Regions from separate parts of the Cricetulus griseus genome. Here region 2 is linked to region 1. Evidence: chromatin contacts called from public Hi-C data. All regions are on one chromosome and are shown on one strand. The core of a region is the stretch at or near the end of the contact, and the rest is flanking DNA. Distances in the headings are between cores, read along the strand shown.

The links. Hi-C and Micro-C count contacts between places; a contact is called where the count stands out from the background.
Region 2: a contact with region 1 is called in a Hi-C map of the CHO-K1 cell line, with 3 times the contacts expected there. The contact joins the enhancer-like site here to the promoter of Epo in region 1. A contact is called at or near these places in 2 of 8 Hi-C or Micro-C datasets (both in the CHO-K1 cell line).

What each region holds. Positions count from the first base shown.
Region 1 is chr4:116,409,604-116,413,557 of CriGri-PICRH-1.0, reverse strand. Epo (erythropoietin) reads left to right here and starts at 1,897. Exons shown (of 5, transcript XM_035444524.1): 1 at 1,897-1,997; 2 at 2,552-2,694; 3 at 3,178-3,264; 4 at 3,533-3,712. The coding sequence starts at 1,985.
Region 2 is chr4:116,561,134-116,565,139 of CriGri-PICRH-1.0, reverse strand. Agfg2 (arf-GAP domain and FG repeat-containing protein 2) reads left to right here. Exons shown (of 13, transcript XM_027416249.2): 8 at 2,918-3,038; 9 at 3,233-3,315; 10 at 3,494-3,574. Among named protein-coding and RNA genes, the nearest start is that of Sap25, 16 kb to the right of the region's middle. Within about 2 kb of position 1,484, at least 2 of the 6 cell types and tissues checked have open chromatin away from gene starts, as enhancers often do. A contact at or near this core is called in the CHO-K1 cell line, where this site is marked.

The DNA of each region.
Region 1 (3,954 bases), core at 648-3,147:
ACCTCCATGGCACACACTTTGGGGTCAGAGGACAGCTCACAGCAGTTGTTTCTCTGCTTCTACCATGTGGGTCTCAGGGATTAAACTCAGGTCTTCAGACTTAGTGGCAAGTACTTTTACCACTGAACCGTCATGTCCTTGGTCCTGGTCCTCCACCTTTTTTTTTTGAGACAGGGTCTTAGTGAACCTGGGACTTAATGATTTAGTTAGACAAGCTGTCCAGTGAACTCCAGGGCCCTCCAGTCTCCGCCTCCCCAGCACCACAATGACAATCACATGCCTCCATATCCAGCATTTCATGTGGGTGTTGGGGAATCTAAATCAGGTATTCATGTATACTAAATCACTTCCTCAGCTCCCTCCCTTCATTCTGTGTGTGTGTGTGTGTGTGTGTGTGTGATAGAATACATCATATATTAAAGGTTATATGTTTTAATTTTATATGTATGGGTACTTTACCTGTGTGTCTGTGCACCATGTGTAGAGTACCTGCAGAGTCCAGAAGGAGGCATCGATGCTTTCAATCTAGAGTTACACATAGTTATTAGTTGCCACAAGGTTGTTATCAACTGAACCTGGCTCCTCTACAACACAGCGGGTGCTCTTAACTGCTAGTCATCTCTCCAGCCTCCTCCACTCAGTTCTTAATGCCACTGAAGGTCTCTGTCCGTTGTCCATCTCTCCCCACTAGAATGTCACCAGGGCAGGCATTCTTAACTGTGTCATACATGACTCAGTCCTCAGGTCCCTTCCCAGTCAGCAGTATATATTCCACAAACATTTCTTTTATCTTTACATTTTAAGATCAGATTTATATATTTTGTTTTATGTGAGGGTGTTTTGCCTGCACATATGTGTGTGTAATATGTGTGTGCCTGGTACCCTCAGAGGTCAGAAGAGGGCATCAGGTTCCTTGGAACTGGGGTTATGGATGGTTGTGAACCATCATATGGATGCTGGGAATAGAACCTAGGGGCTACAGGGGTGTAGCTCAGCAGTAGAGCTCCTGCCAAGACTTCCCCAGTGAGGGGCTGGGGGTGTGGCTCAGCGGTAGAGAGCTTGCCTCAAGTCCCTCAATAAGGGCATGGGAGCTCATTTAACCGAGCATTTGCCTAATGTACAGGCCCCAGGGCTCGGGCCTCAGCACTGCAAAAACAAAAGCAAAAACCCAGTAGCAACGTGCCCACGTGTCCTCAGCAACGTGCCACAGGCTTCCTGCCCTGAAAGTCACCTTTCTGGATTTTTAGGGTCCTAGAAAACGAGGGGTGAGAGGGGAGGAACCCCACAGTCCTCCCTCGCTTGCATCTGATTCCTCAACAGGAACAGCTCTGGCTTTTAGAGCAAGTCGTGAGGAGAGAAAGCCCTTGGGTTTTGCTTCCAGTCTCCAACTCTAGGTGTTTCTGATCAATCCCTGTCCCGAGATAAGGACGCCCCCCAGAGGACATGCCCAGCCTTTCCATAGGTCAGCTCCTCACTTTAGGTTTCCCGCACATCTCATAGACGTGCACCCCACTGAGCTCCCCTCCTGGAAATCAGAATCTGTCCACCCGCCTAAGGAAGACCCCCCTGACAGCGTGCGTGCCTGGAACAGCCCTCGCCACCCCAGCGAGCCCCAGACCCAGGCGTCCTGCTCCTTGCTCTGACCCCAGGTGGCCCCCACCCCTGGCGACCCCTCATGCACACACAGCCTCACCCCCACCCCCACCCGCGCACGCACACATGCTGATAACATCCCCGACCCCCGACCGGAGCCACATGTCCCCGGACCAAGCCTGGCCAGTGGCTGCGTCTTGCTGTGTTCCCGAACAGACCAGTGGCCAGGGCCACCGCGTCCCCGCTCTGCCCGCGCTCCCTGAACGGTGACCACCTTCTTTCAGGCGAGTGGGGTGACCTGGTCCCACAGATCTTCTAAGGATGAAGACTAGCAGCGTGGACACTGGCCCAGCCCCGGGTCACTAAGGGGCTCTGGCAGCCAGGCGCGGAGATGGGGGTGCCCGGTGAGTACTCACAGGCTAGGGACCTGTGACCTCCGGGGCTCCTGTTTGAGCAAGGATTTACATCTGAAGCTGTTGGCCAGGAAGTGACCGTGTACAAGGACCTGCGACTCGCCAAGGATCTAGGAGGAGAGAGGGGGGTGGGGTAGCTTCCACGTGCACTCAGGGGTTTGGGGAGCCCTCCCGCAAATGACAAAAAAGGGGAGATCCAGGACGGGGACAAAGTTTAGGATTTTAGGGAGTCGAGGCGCTGCTCCGTGGATGAGAAGCTGCTAAAAGAATTACCTGCGTCCAGGAGTCCCAGCTTCTCAGGATCTGCCAGCCTCTGGCGCGCACTTACAGTGAAGTTTGGCCGAGAAGTGGATGCCGGTCGCTTGGGGGGTGGGGTGTGCAGCGCCGAGAGATAGAATGAAGGCCACTCCGGCAGAGCCTAAGCAATTGCAAGGTCGGGGTCAGCCGAGACTAGAAGGCAGAGGAGCCTCGCTGAGCAAACCAGCCTCTGGAGTCCCGCAGCCCCCACCCCTCCCTGCCTCACACCCAGCCCGCCTTTCTTCCAGAACGTCCCACCCTGCCGCTTTTGCTGTCTTTGCTCTTGCTTCCTCTGGGCCTCCCAGTCCTCTGCGCTCCCCCACGCCTCATCTGCGACAGCCGAGTTCTGGAGAGGTACATCTTGGAGGCCAAGGAGGCAGAGAACGTCACGGTAAGCTTCCCGGCCCCACAAAAGAAAGAAACTGGTTCTTGGGGAGCTAGGAATTTGAGTTCCTTCCTAGCACGGCTTTTCAGGTCAAGATGAGATGTTTAGCCCTAAAGCTCTTCCATCCCCCTTCCCCCAGTGATAATGCTGGAGAGGGTTGTGGCTCAGTTTGGTAGAGTGCTTGCTTAGTGTGAAAGAAGCCCTGGGCTCAATTCCCCAGCACCACAGGAGCCGAGACTTTGTGATGGCCCAAACCTACATGCCTAGTACTTGGGAGATGGAGTAGGAGGATCAGAAATTCAAGGTGATCCTCTGTTACATAAGCTGAGTCCAGCCTCAAACTTGAAACTCTGACTGTCCAAAACAAGAAAGCATGATAAAGCTGGTGGCACCCAAAGCATGCCCAGTAACATTCAAAGACAAAGAGTATCTGGTGGCTTTTTGTGAATGAAACCTTTGGAGGTCTTGACCAGGTGCTGTGTCTTGCAGATGGGCTGTGCAGAAGGTCCCAGACTGAGTGAGAATATTACAGTCCCAGATACCAAAGTCAACTTCTATGCTTGGAAAAGAAAGGCGGTGAGTTCTCTTTTCTTTTTTTCTCCTTCCTAGAGGTGGGTCTCAGTCTGACACCTTGATAGTGTGGGAGAAAGAATGATAAAGATAATGACTGATGGAATATGCTAGCTCATCCATCCATCCATCCATCCATCCATCCATCCATCCATCCATCCATGCCTTACTGTGTGCTGTTCTGTCCTGTCCACCTCCGCTAGGGTGTCTGATAGCCAGGGAGACAGAGGGAAGGACTCTGGCTGGCTCTTTCTAAACCCTTTGCCTCCTCTAGGTGGAAGAACAGGCTGTAGAAGTTTGGCATGGCCTGTCCCTGCTCTCCGAGGCCATCCTGAGGGGCCAGGCCCTGCTAGGCAACTCCTCCCAACCATCAGAGATGCTTCAGCTGCATATAGACAAAGCCATCAGTGGCCTGCGCAGCCTCACCTCCCTGCTCCGGGTGCTGGGAGCCCAGGTGAGTAGGTGTGGACTGTTACTTGCCCTTTCTACAGGGTGGGCCAAGAGTTGTTAAAGAACTGAGGGCTGAGCCTGCAAGATAGCTCAGTGGGTAAAGGTGCCTGCCACCAAGTGAGATGCCCTGAATTTAATATCCCTAGAAGTCACACAGTGAGAAGAGAACTGGTTTCCTCCAGCTTGTCTCTCACCTCCACCCACACACAGGCTGTGGTGTGCATGCATATATGAATGAATCGATGT
Region 2 (4,006 bases), core at 235-2,734, 150 kb before region 1:
CCATCTCTCCAGTCCCAGAATATATTTTTTTTCAAACATTATCCTTTCATGGTTGGACATGCACAAGGAAACAAAATTGCCATAAATTCTAACAAATAAGACTTACATATGTCGGGCTTGAGAGATGGCTCAGCAGTTAAAGCACACTGGCTGTTCTTCCAAAGGACCCAGGTTTGATTCCCAGCACCTACATGGTGGCTCACAGCCATCTGTAACTCCAGTTCCAGGGTATCTGATGTTCCTTTCTGGCCCCTGTGCACCGGGCATGTGGTACACATATATGTGCAAGCAAAATGATCATACAAGTAAAATTTTTAAAGGATTCTTTGAATGTTTTAAATTTTATTTTATATTTATTTATAGTTAGGCTGGTATGGTGCTTGCCTAGCTTGTCCACAACTCTAGGTTTGGTCCTTATCACCACATAAATCAGGAGTGGCAGGCCAGACCTATCATCCTGGCACTCAGAAGTTTGAGGTCATCACCTACATAGGGGGTTGGAGGCCAGCCTGGAATATGTGAGCCCCTGCCTGAAAAGACACAGAGAGGGCAAGGGTTGGGGGATGCCTGCCTATAACACAACTGATTGCATTCCAAATAGAGCTGGTATCTATCTAGAAGAAGAAAGATAGCAAGAAGAAAGTCCCGAGACTCACAGTCCTCTCAAGGCATGGGGCATGGATGTCTCTAACTGCAGGTAGTCCACGCCCTAACCCAAATCCTGCCACTATGGGAAGGAAGGTCCTCACTTGGCTAAGATGAAGTGTAGCTGTTCAGACAGGATGTAGTTCAGAGGTAGAGCACCTGCCTAGCACATGTGAGGCCCCTGGGTTCCAACCCCAGCAACATAAGGAACAAAGGGATCAATTGGTCTTGCTGAGAGATTTTGAGAGGTGGGTAGCTCTTCTGATGGATTGCTGGGCTGTATTGTTTGTTTGTTTGGTTGGTTTTAGTTTTGCAAGGCAGGATTTCTCTGTGTAATAGCCCTAACTTCCTGGAACTAGTGTAGACCAGGCTGGCCTCGAACTCACGGAGATCCGCCTGCCTCTGCCACCCAAGTGCTGGGATTTAAGGCATGGGCCACCACTGCCCTGTTATGTTGGGTTTTATTTGTGTAGGTCAGAGGAGTATGCAAAAGGGAGGTTGCTAAATATGTAGTGTCTTGAGGCCAACAAAATGACCCAGTGGGTGAAAGCATCTACCGCCAAGCCAGATGCCCTGAGTTTGATCCCTAGAGCCCGCAAGATGGAACAAGAGGTCCAGCTAGTGAGAGTCCTCTGCCCTCGATGTGTGTCCCTCTATGCAAAAAATTAATGACTAAATATTAATGTGCTGCTTTGGAGCTGGTGTTGGCTCCGTGGGTGACTAGAGTTTTTAAGCCCAGCTCTGCCCTCTAGTGTCCACAGAGAAGCACTTTCCAGACTGTGAGCTATCAAGGGTGGAAAGCTCACTCTCTGGGGAAGTAGCTGGAACATGGAGACCCAGGCAGTACTGAAGAGTTGACTCATTCCTGAAGGTAGTTGCGTTTGTTCAGAAACCCTATGTGCTCTGAGTCAGGCAGGCAGGGGAAAAGCACGACCCAGATCTACCTGCCTCATATCCTGTGGTTAGAAGCCTGGATGGGGACAGTCTAGATGACTCAGTGGGTGAAAGGCTCTTGCTGTGTAAGTTGGAAGACCTGAGTTCTATCTCCAGAGCCTGTGTAAAAAAGCACTCGCACGTGTGCCCACTCGCGTGCACACCCACACTTTAGAAAAAAAAAAAAAAAGATAAATACGGCGGGCACAGAAATGCAAATCTCAGTGTTGGAGCATCTGAAAGAAGCCAGAGCTGAACTGGGATGTGCTCAGTGGCAGAGCGCTTATCTGGCATCCGAAATGTCCTGGGTTATCTACCCAGCACCACTGGGGATAGGGGAACAACACTGAGTTTGGTGGCCTCCCAACATTCAGGAAGCTGAGTAGGATTGCTGCAAGTTCGAGGTTTGCCTGGGCTACGACGTAGTGAGGCCCTTTTTGAAAACATCAAAGGTTTAGGACATAGCTCCATAGTAGGGCACTTACCTAACATACACAGAACCCTAGATTTGATTCTTGGTACAATTAATAAACTAATTTGTTTGTTTGGTTTGGTTTTTTAGAGACAAGGTTTTTCTGTTTAGCACTAGCTGTCCTGAAAACTCTATAGACCAGGATGGCCTCTGCCTCTTGACAGCTGAGAGTAAAGGTGTGCACCACCACTGCCCAGCTAACTAATTAATTTTTAAAATTAATTAGGAGCTAGGATGATAGCTCAGTTGGTAGAGTGTCTTGTATACACAAAAGCCCTAGATCCAATCCCTAGCCACATATGTTCCAGGTATACTTGTAATCCCAGCACTTGGAGGCAGAGACAAGGAGGTAGAGGAGACTTCAAGGCCAGACACTATCTCAAAAAAGAGAGAGGAAGGAGCTGGCTGGTAGTGGTGCATGCCTTTAATCCCAGCACTCAAGAGGCAGAGACAGGCTGAATTCAAGGTCACCCTGGTCCACAGAGGGAGTTCTAGGACAGGCTTCCAGGCTACAGAGAAACCCTGTCTTGAAAAAGAGAGGGAGGGAAAGAGAGGCATGCCATTTTGCTGAGGAGACAGGCAGACAGACCCAGCTGTATGACACGATGGGAGACAAGCAAGATGAGGGTGGTGGTTACAGCACTGAGGAACTGGAGAAGGCCTGAGCTATTGCCTTACCCAGGACTTCAGGAGATGAGCTCCCTCGGGCTAGGTGGTCATGGGGAAACGGCTAGCTCAGAGAGTCCAGAAGGTGCCTTACCTGTCATCATTCCCTCACCCCTCCACCCTCCACCCCCCACCTCCATCTCCTCTTCTGCCCACTGCCACCAGTCTCACTCAGCGTCCTTGTTTTATCTTCTCATTCAGGGACCAGCCGGATGTCTGCATTTGGTGTTGCTCCTCTTGCGGCTGCCACTCAGCCCAACAGCCTCACAGACGTGGGTGGCCTCCTGGGACCCAGGGTGCCAGCTGGAGGTCTCTCTGGCAGGTGGGTCCAGACATGAAGGTGACTCACCTGAAGGTTGGTGGCATTGTCCCAGACTGATAGAGCCTCATGGCTTACTTGTTCTCCCCTTGTCTTCCTGGCCCGACCTGGGGTAACACAGTGGACTTGTCTCCTTGGTCCCCTTGCTCTGCTCTTCCTGGAAGATGCCCATTCCCACCTCTTTCCCTGTGCCACAGTGTTTTCGGGATGCCCAGCCAGGTTCCTGCATTACAGTCAGCTGTGCCAGGTGTTAGCGGCAATGCAGGGCTCACCTTTGGAGGTGAGTCCTACCAGTGAAGACCTGGAAAGGGTGGGAGAAGCACCCCAGGATTGAGAGGGACTCAAACCATCTTTTTGTTCTCTCTCTCTCTCTCTCTCTCTCTCTCTCTCTCTCTCTCTCTCTCTCTCTTTCTCTCTCTCTCTCTTTCTCTCTCTCTCTCTTTCTCTCTCATGTGCAGCCTTCACCAACCCCTTCACCACTCCTGCCCAACCCCAGCTGCCTTCTACCAACCCGTTCCAGCCCAATGGCCTGGCCTCAGGTAAGTCCAGAGCTGCCTTCCACCTTTTTAGACTGCAGAGTCCCCTAACCCTGTGTCTCTCGCTACCCAAAGAGTGGTCAGCCGCCCGCTCCTCCCCACCACTGTCTGTCCCCCAGCCCAGACTAGATCCATCTGCAGATCCAAGCCACCTAGTGGGCTGAAAGTAGAAGCATCCATGTCATAACAAACAGAATTTCACAGAAAAATTACAGGTAATGATGGTGCCCCCACCCCAGTACCAGTACTGCCTAAGAAGGACAGTACTGGGGAACTGCTGGGACAGGCTGGGAAACACAGTGTGGTCCAGGCCACCCATGGTCTATATAGTGAGACCCTGTCCCAAAAATGAAAAAAAGGAAGAGTTGAGAAAGAAGAAGGAAGGGGTGGGTGGAGAAGAGGGAAGAAAGAGGAAGAAAGACGTGCCTTTTCCCC